Linked DNA regions of Sus scrofa: region 1 is linked to region 2. A link is a contact called in public Hi-C data. All regions are on one chromosome and are shown on one strand. Each heading gives the region's core, a stretch centred on a gene start, on an enhancer-like site or on the middle of the called end of the contact. The rest is flanking DNA. Distances are from core to core; before and after follow the strand shown.

Region 1 (4,761 bases), core at 1,333-3,832, 140 kb after region 2:
TTTAGGTGTGTGTCCCGCCACACCTTTGCGTGGGCTGGGAGTATAAGGTTTGGGGTTTTTTTTTCTTTTGTCTTTGAGGGCCGCACCCACGGCATATGGAGGTTCCCAGGCTAGGGGTCGAATCGGAGCTGTAGCCACCAGCCTACACCACGGCCACAGCAACGCGGGATCTGAGCCGTGTCTGTGACCTACACCACAGCTCACGGCAATGCCAGATCCTTAACCCACTGAGCGAGGCCAGGGATCGAACCCGCAATCTCGTGGTTCCTAGTCGGATTCGTTTCAATCTCATGGTTCCCAGTCGGATTCGTCAACCACTGCGCCACGACGGGAACTCCAAGGTTTGGGTATTGAACATGTTCACAGTCAGATATTAGCACGCAGCCCTGCCTTCTACGTGGAATGGGGGTAGCTGGGGGATGATTAAAAAAAACAAACAGGCCTAGGTATCTATCAGATTCCAGGACTTGGGTTCAAGGTTGAGCTCTGCCACCAAAGGGCTGTGTGTCCTGGGAGAAGGCCCACCATCTCTGGGTGTCCGTGTCCACCTTTTTGTAACTTTACTTTGAGAGAGGACATGGCATATTTTATCCGACATGGATTTCTATTTGCTGCCCTTTCTACACTGAGGCTGATTAGTAGGGAGCAGGCACCGAACAGACTAACTTACCTCTAGATCTGTATCTGCCTATCTCTGTGAGCATCTAGAACTAATTGGGGTATCAATGAGTTATATAAATATAACTGTTTCCAAGTGGGCTAGAAGGACGAAATCCATGTTTCAATTAAGACGACCCCTGGGCCAGAGAACATACTTGTGGGTGCCAAGGGGGAGGGGGTTGAGGGAGGGATGGGGTGGGAGATTGGGGTTAGCAGATGCCAACTGTTGCATATTTAAGATGGATAATCCGTAAGTCCTATTGTATAGCCCAGAGAACTATATTCAATGTCTCATGATAAATAATGAAAAAGAATATTTTTAAAAGAGTGTGTGTGTGTATATATATATATATATATATGCATATATATGATTCATTTCGCTGTATAGGAGAAATTAACACAGCATTATATAGCAACTATACTTCAGTTTTTAAAATGTTAATACTCAGAGTTCCCGTTGTGGCTCAGCAGGTTAAGAACCTGACTAGTATCCATGAGGATGTGGGTTCCATCCCTGGCCCCGCTCAGCAGGTGAAGGATCCGGCATTGCTGTGGCTGTGGTGTAGGCTGGCAGCTGCAGCTCTGATTCAGCCCCTGCCTGGGAACCTCCATATGCACAGGTGAGGCCTTAAAAAAAAAAAAGAACCCCAAAAAAAATTTAAACATAAAATTAAAACATTAATATTCAAAAATAAAACAAAAGACATCCCCTCAGCCTGTGAGTGTGTCCAGGCCTCTGGTCACTTCTGCCTGGACAGACCCCTAAAAGGACTACAGCAGGAGACAGGCCAGGCCACGGCTCTGCAGGCCAGCATTTACTCGTTATATGGCTTTAGGCATTTTCTCCCCTCTCCTGGTTTCAGTTTCCCCCTCTGTCATGAGGAGCTGGGGGTCAGTTGAACATTTTCTTGTTTTTGTACATACAATGCCGTGTTAGTTTCAGGTGTATGGCACAGTAATTCAGTTACACGTGTACAAATGTGTGCATTCTTTTTCCGATTCTTTTCCCTTATAGGTTATTACAAAATGTTGACTATTATACAGCAGGTCCTTGTTGGTTATCTACTCTATGTAACAGTGGTGTGTATGGAATGTTTTCTTAAGCAGAAGTCCAATCAAACTGTTTGCAGAAACCCGATATAGAGCAGAAAGGAAGGAAACCCTGCCGTGTCTAGAACATCGAAAGTGTGTCAAGGGAGGTTCAACCGTAACGAACCCAACTAGTATCCACGAGGATGTGGGTTCAATCCCTGGCCTTGCTCAGTGGGTTAAGGATCCAGGGTTTCCGTGACTGTGGTGTAGGTCACAGACACGGCTCAGATTTGGGGTTTCTGTGGCTGTGGTGTAGGCCAGCAGGTGTAGCTCTGATTTGACCCCTAGCTACAAAGTGGGTGCTATTAGTTCCCCATTTGACAGATGAAGAAACTGAGGTCCTGAGGGGGTCGCCAGCCTGTCCAGGGTCATACAGCTGGTAAGTGTTAGAGCTGGAATTCTGACCTGGTTGGACCTCAGTCATGAAGCCCCAGGTCCCCTGTCTTTCCAACTCCTTGGCGACATCTCCGGGCACCCAACCCATGCTCTTACACACACACACCACACCCCACCCACCCATGCTCACACACACACACACACACACCACCCAACCCATGCTCTTACACACAACGCGCTGCGCACCACACACACACACACACACAGTGGCTTGCCCCTCTAAGCTCCACTAAACAAACCACAAGCTACTGGCAAGATTGAGACACTGAGGTTTCCTGTCCCCCAAACCTGCATCCTCAAAAGGCTTCAGTGACCAAGGCCCTCGGGCTGCCAATTCCAGCCCCGTGCTGATGCCCCAGCCACCCCATAGGGCCAGCTGAGCCCTGGTCTAAACTGCCAGCTTGCAGCCGCCTGCACAGAACTTCTTCCCTTGAAGGATGAAGTCACTGCGCCCCCTCCTGGCCAGAGACAGCCAGACCTGCAAGCCCACTGAATCCCTCCCCTAGTCCACAGGGATGCCTCGTAGCAGAATTCTGAGGGAGGGGAAGCCCTCTGATGCAAGAGAAGTGCCTTGGGGTTTGGACTCAGGCAGACCTGGGTTTGAATCCTGGCCCTGCCTCTAGCTAGCTGTGTGAGCTTGAACCATCTCAGGCTACCTTGTCAAGCCTCTGCCCTCTTGTCTGGTATATGGGAATGATGATATGTCAACCACACAGTGCGGTCTTGAGGACGTGGCAGCCAGGACGCCCAGTAAGCTCTTCTGTTTTCCTTTGCCTCTACCCTGCAGATGTGTCTGCTGGGGACAAAAAGAGAAGTAAGGATCACCTTGCTGTCTACCAGTCAGTCAACAATCGTTTATTGAGCACCTAATAGATGTCAGGCACGCCACAGAGAAAGCAAGAAGCCATGCAAGCATCTCTAAGAGACCTGCTCTAAATATATATTACAGAGAAGGGGGAGGGGGAAAGGAGGGAGGGACCCCCACTGCTCGAGTGCATTCAACAGAGGAAAGGAGGAGTTGCTGTTGTGGCGCAGTGGTTAACGAATCTGACTAAGAACCATGAAGTTGCAGGTTCGATCCCTGGCTTGCTCAGTGGGTTAAGGATCTGGCGTTGCCATGAGCTGTGGTGTAGGTCGCAGACATGGCTCAGATCCCACATTGCTGTGGCTCTGGTGTAGCCAGGGGCTACAGCTCCGATTCGACCCTTGGCCTGGGAACCTCCATATGCCGCAGGAGCGGCCCAAAGAAATAGCAAAAAGACAAAAAAAAAAAAAAAAAAAAAAAAAAAAAAAAAAAAACAGAGGAAAGGAGCCCGTAGGAAATCCGTGTTAACAGATTTATTGCAAGGGATTGGCTAGGGCTGGCTGGGCAAGTCCAGAAGCCATATAAGGCCAGGAGAGGCAAGCCAGAACACGGGCGTGGATTGAAGCTGTTCTTCCCAAGTGGAATTTCTGCTGCTGCTGCTGGGAAACCCCAGTTCAGCTCTTAAGGTGCACCCGGATAACGGCAGATAATTTCCCTTACGTAAAGTCTTAAAGTCCCTGATTAGGGACGTCAGTGGCATCAACCACGTGCCTTTACAGCAACGCCCAGATCAGTATTAGACTGAAAAAGCGGGGGCTGGACCTGGACAGGCTGACACATAAAATCAACCATCACAGGGCATCTGGGAGGCTCCGTGGAAGGGCTGGTGCCTGAGCTGGTCTCAACTGCAGCAGGCAGAAGAGGGGACGGGCATTCAGAGGGGGCAGCCCCAGCCAAGGCAGAGGTGGTGGGAACGCGAGAAATATTCCTCGGGAGTGGATGGGGCTCACTGTAGCTGGGGACCTCGTGAGATACATTACATAGAAAGGGATCGAGTCAAGGAACGGCTTGATAAATGACAATAAACAAATACCATGCCTTCTTTAAAGGCATTCTTATGACAGCCATGGAACCACAGAGAAAAAAATCCCTTGATATGATATTCTGTGTGAAACCACAGGCGATGAACGGCTGGTTGAACGTGAATATGAAGGGAGCTGTGGGGGGATAAAACTCTGGGAGAGTCTAGTATTTTTCAAGGCTCTTTACTTGCCTATATGATCTTTTAAAAACAAAAGGGAGTTGTTGCTTTTTTTTAAGGGGAAAGAGTGGTACGAGGATTTCAGATGAAGGTGCTCCTTCGTAAAACTACAGAATCCGGAGTTCCCGCTGTGGTTCAGGGGTGAAGAACCTGACTAGTATCCATGAGGAAAGCAGGTTTGATCCCTGGCCTCGCTCAGTGATTAAGAATCCACTGTTGCTGTGGCTGTGGTGTAAGGTCACAGATGTAGCTCTGATTCGACCCCTAGCCTGGGAACTTCCATATGACTTGGGTGTGGCCCTCAAAAGACACACACACACACACACACACACACACACACACCAAAAAAACCCCTACGGAACCCAGTGGGAGAAGAGAGAAACAAAGCAGTGTGCTGAACAGATAACCTAACCACAGAAACAGGAACTAACTTGAGCCCCGGGGCTGTGCGGGTGGCAGTGCATGCCCTGTCCTGGGCTGCAGAAAACGGGGTGGAGGAGGGGCCCCTCTTCTCAAGCCTTCCCCCCCGACACCCAACTCCAGCCCC
Region 2 (4,736 bases), core at 1,158-3,657:
TACGCAACTGAAAAAAAAAAAGAGGCACAACCTAAACGTCCAGAGTTATGATTTATTTGGTGGATAAAACAGGACTTAAGCCTAGGACACAACGTCTCAGATGGCAAGGGGGTGTGTGTGGGGGGTGCCAGGATATACAGGAGTTTTTGTAGCAAAGACCAGGTGGCCCAAACATCAAAAGATTACTGTTAAATAAAGAAAATCAGACATCTCAAGATACAGAATTTAGCACTTTTCTGTATATAAGAAGATGCAAGAGTCTGGGCTCACTGAAATCATTCCTTTGCTATGCACCTTGGCCATCTAGGCCCAGAAACCCGTGTTTCCCATCCTGAGTTCCCTCAGGGCTCACTCTCAGCCAGAGTGGCTGAGGGCTGCAGCATCCTTTGTTTATTGATACGGCAGGCAGCATTCTTAGTTCACAAATACCAAAAGTAAGCTGGTGCAAAATTAGAATTTGCTTTTCTATTTGCTGAATGAACAAAGCCGCACCTGCAGCATAGGGAGGCTCCCAGGCCAGGGGTCCATTCAGAGCTGCTGGCCTACATCACAGTTCATAGCAATGCCAGATCCTTAACCCACTGAGGGAGGCCAGGGATCGAACCTTTGTCCTCATGGTTACTAGTCAGATTCATTTCCACTGAGGCACGATGGGAACTCCCTGGTCTGCTCTTGATAAGAGATCATAAAAGACTTCTTTTTCTTCACCTTAAATAATTTGCCTGAAAAACAAGGATTTTGTGTTTATCAAAACAGTTTCCTATATTCAGAACACTAATTCTTTTCTATTAAAAAAACTGTCTTTTTGACAACTATTTGCCGTTAATATCTTCGGTTGTCACTTTGATTAAATGGATAACTAAGCAACTTTTTCACAGTGACCCATGATCTTATTTGACCAACCGTTTTGAAACTTCTTTTATATTTTTGACAAACTTCTGAAAATAAATGAAGTCTAGCTTTAAAAATTTCCAGAGGGTCCCTGAAACATTTCTGAAAAAAATTGTTCTCTCTCTTGGAGTTTCCATTGTGGCTCAGTGGGTTAAGAAACTGACGCAGTGCCCCTGAAGATGTGGGTTTGATCCCTGGCCTCTTTCAGTGCCTTAAGCATCCGGCGTTGCCTCAAGCTGTGACATAGGTTGCAGTTGTGGCTTGGATCTGGTCACAGCTCTGTCCGTAGCATAGGTTGGCAGCTGCAGTTCTGATTTGACCCCTAGCGTGGGAATTTCCATATGCCACACTTGTGGCCCTAAAAAGAAAACAAAATGTTCTCTCTCCTTATAAAAAGGGAAATGTGGGAGTTCCCGTCGTGGCTCAGTGGGTAACGAATCCGACTAGGAACCATGAGGTTGCAGGTTCGGTCCCTGGCCTCGCTCAGTGGGTTAAGGATCTGGTGTTGCCGTGAGCTTGGTATAGGTTGCAGATGCGGCTTGGAGCCTGCGTTGCTGTGGCTGTGGTGTAGGCCGGTGGCTACAGCTCCGATTGGACCCCTAGCCTGGGAACCTCCATATGCCAAAGGAGCAGCCCTAGAAAAGGCAAAAAGACCAAAAAAAAAAAAAAAAAAGGGGGGGGGGAGAATGTTAAACTAATTAGACTTACATGAGGAGCATTGTCAACTAAGAATTAATACTTAGCCTTCTTTTATGTTAGGGATATGTTCTAAGTGTTCCGGAAATTGTGCGGAATTCCTGGAAATCTGATATGTCCTGGTATAAAGTTATCAGTTATCACAAACTGCCCATGTGATCTACAGACCCTTAATCACTTCCACTTATTATCATAAAGTGTTTTATTTTAATGTAGTAACCAGATTTCCTTCTAAATTCCATTTAGATATTTAATAATGGACATTTTAAAGCATGTTGTGATTTACGGAGAGTCATTATTTTACTCTGGCCCTTTTACAAAAGCATTCCCCCCAAAGTGCTTTATTTTCAAGGAGAATTCATGGAAAATAACTTTGACAAGTACAGCTTACTGACAAGCTCATAAAACTGATTTTTGATATATACCTATAAACTGGGCTGGATCCTGAATTCCAGTTTTCTCAAATATCTGGCTATGAATTTCTAAACTAACATTTTTATTATTTTTTTTTATTTTTTATTTTTTGGCTTTTTATCTTTTTAGAGCCGAACCCATGGCATGTGGAGGTTCCCAGGCCAGGGGTTGAAATGGAGCTGTAGCTGCCAGCCTACACCTCAGCCACAGCAACACTGGATCCAAGCTGCATCTGCGACCTACACCACAGCTCACGGCAACGCCGGATCCTTAACCCACTGAGCGAGGCCAGGGATTGAACCCGCAACCTCATCCTTCCTAGTCAGACTCGTTTCTGCTGTGCCATGCGGGAACTCCATAAACTAACATTTTTAGTCACTAGGAACAAAGACTGCCCTTGAGTCTCCTTGGAAGGGACAATACTAGGTTCTCCGCACTAGCAGATGACAGCCAGACTCCAGGGTCTTGAAAGTCAGGTACACATCTCACAGCCAAAAAAGGCTCTAGCTGACATTTGGTCCTGTCCAAATGCTGGAGACCTCCCCATCAAATTATCTAGGAAGGGAAGCAGCTGACATCAAATTGACAGCTGCTACCCAAGACACTGGAGCAAGACTTCATACTTAACCTAAACATAAAACCATTCCTCCTTCTTTTCTTTCCTTTACTCTGGCTTTGGCCTGAAGATTGCTGGATTTGTCACCAAAAACTCCAGTCTCCTCAAGATCCTTAAAAACAACAACAACGATGACAACAAAAAACCCTGATCTGTTTCCCTGTCTCTGGAGAACTTGAGGAACTTAGCATCCAGGCTGCATGCAGAGAAAAGGACACAAGGCCAGAACAACCAGAGTAAAACTACCCGTGTGATCTACAGACCCTTAAACATTTACTGGCCTCTGTGGCTGTTGTATTTACAGTCCTGAGCCATAGAGTCATGTGGAAATTACCAGAAGGCATTCATGATTCGAAATTAGTTCCTGGAGTTCCCATCATGAAGCAGCGGAAACACATCCGACTAGGAACCATGAGGTTGTGTGTTTGATCCCTGGCCTCACTCAGCTCAGCGTTGCTGTGAGCTGTGGTATAGGTCGCAGACATGGCTCAGATCTGGCGTTGCTGGGGCTGTGGTGTAGACTGGCAGCTGTTGCTCTGATTAGACCCCTAGTCTGGGAACCTCCATGTGCCATGGGTGCAACCCTAAAAAGACAAAAAAAAAGAAGACCAAAAAAAACCCCAAATTAGTTCCCTTTATCAGATCCATCCTTCCTTGGTTAGTAAACATAATGAGAATAGTATCAGAAATCTCTCCTTGACTCCTGAAAATATTGGCGAATCCATTGCTAAGACAAGGGCTGCCCCTTAAAAATACTCTTGGCCAAAGTTGTTCTTCTTTTTTTTTTTTTTTTTTTTTGTCTTTTTGCCATTTCTTGGGCTTCTCCCTCGGCATATGGAGGTTCCCAGGCTAGCGGTCGAATCGGAGCTGTAGCCACAGGCCTACGCCAGAGCCACAGCAACGCAGGATCCGAGCCGCGTCTGCAACCTACACTGCAGATCACGGCAACACTGCATCATTAACTCACTGAGCAGGGGCAGGAAGCGAACCCGCAACCTCATGGTTCCTAGTCGGATTCGTTACCACTGCACCACGACGGGAACTCCCAAAGTTGTTCTTGATACTAGGATAGCTTGATGACCTTTCAGTTGAGCAAGGAGGTGTCTGTGGTGTGACCAACACGACTTGTTGCACTTGGATTAATTCTTCTGAGGAGGTTGAAACTCAGTGACATAAGAGCATTGAGCAAGACTCTTGGCTTTAAAAAGTGATTCCTTCATCAGGGTCTTTTTTTGACTTATGGGATTCTGAATGGTTTAAGTCTTAGGGACCATGGTTTTGAAATACACTCTGGACATTGGAAATGATCTTGCTTTTAATAATCATAATAATCTCCCTGGTGTGTTGCATCCTCGCAACAGCTTAAAATGCAAGTTCATAGACGCTAACCATCAAGCAAATGATCTTCCTAAAACTAGAATATCAATATCAAAAAAAAGCAAGATGAAGAGAATGACCAACTTAAAGATTTCGACACTGAACCCTCCTACACTGTTGGTAGAAATGCCAGTGCAGCTACTAGGGAGAAGAGTTTGGAGGGTCCTCAAAAAAGTAAAAATAGAGTTACTATATGATTCAGCAATCCTGCTCCGGGGCATATATCTGGACAAAAATATAATTCAAAAAGATGCATGCACCCCAGTGTTCTTGGCAGCACTATTTACAATAGCCAAGACATGGAAACAACCTAAATATCCATCTACAGATGAATGGATAAACATGATGTGGTATATCTACATGATGGAAATATTACTCAGCCATAAAAAGAATGAAATAATGCCATTAGCAGCAACATGGATGGACCTAGGGTTGATCATACTCAGTGAAGTAAGAAAGAGAAAGACAAATACCATGTGATACTATTTATATGCTGAATCTAAAATATAACACAAATGAAAGTATCTATTAAAAAGAAATACGGAGTTCCCATCGTGGCGCAGTTGTTAACGAATCCGACTAAGAACCATGCGGTTGCAGGTTCGATCCCAGCCCCTGCTCAGTGGGTTAACCATCCGGCGTTGCCGTGAGCTGTGGTGTAGGTTGCAGACATGGCTTGGATCCCGCGTTGCTGTGGCTCTGGCGTAGGCCGGTGGCTGCAGCTCCGATTCAACCCCTAGCC

Evidence for each region. A called contact is a pair of places that touch in the nucleus more often than the background predicts.
Region 1: a contact with region 2 is called in a Hi-C map of retroperitoneal adipose tissue, with 1.8 times the contacts expected there. The contact joins two enhancer-like sites. A contact is called at or near these places in 10 of 47 Hi-C or Micro-C datasets (alveolar macrophages, embryonic fibroblasts, epiblast stem cells and 6 more) and 1 of 2 datasets of contacts at active chromatin or transcription factors (skeletal muscle).

What each region holds. Positions count from the first base shown.
Region 1 is chr7:117,454,904-117,459,664 of Sscrofa11.1, forward strand. All of the region lies in intron 1 of BDKRB2 (B2 bradykinin receptor), which reads left to right. Among named protein-coding and RNA genes, the nearest start is that of BDKRB2, 19 kb to the left of the region's middle. Within about 2 kb of position 2,583, at least 8 of the 83 cell types and tissues checked have an H3K27ac peak or open chromatin away from gene starts, as enhancers often do. A contact at or near this core is called in retroperitoneal adipose tissue, where this site is marked.
Region 2 is chr7:117,317,569-117,322,304 of Sscrofa11.1, forward strand. No RefSeq gene overlaps it. Among named protein-coding and RNA genes, the nearest start is that of C7H14orf132, 77 kb to the left of the region's middle. Within about 2 kb of position 2,408, at least 1 of the 83 cell types and tissues checked has an H3K27ac peak or open chromatin away from gene starts, as enhancers often do. A contact at or near this core is called in retroperitoneal adipose tissue, where this site is marked.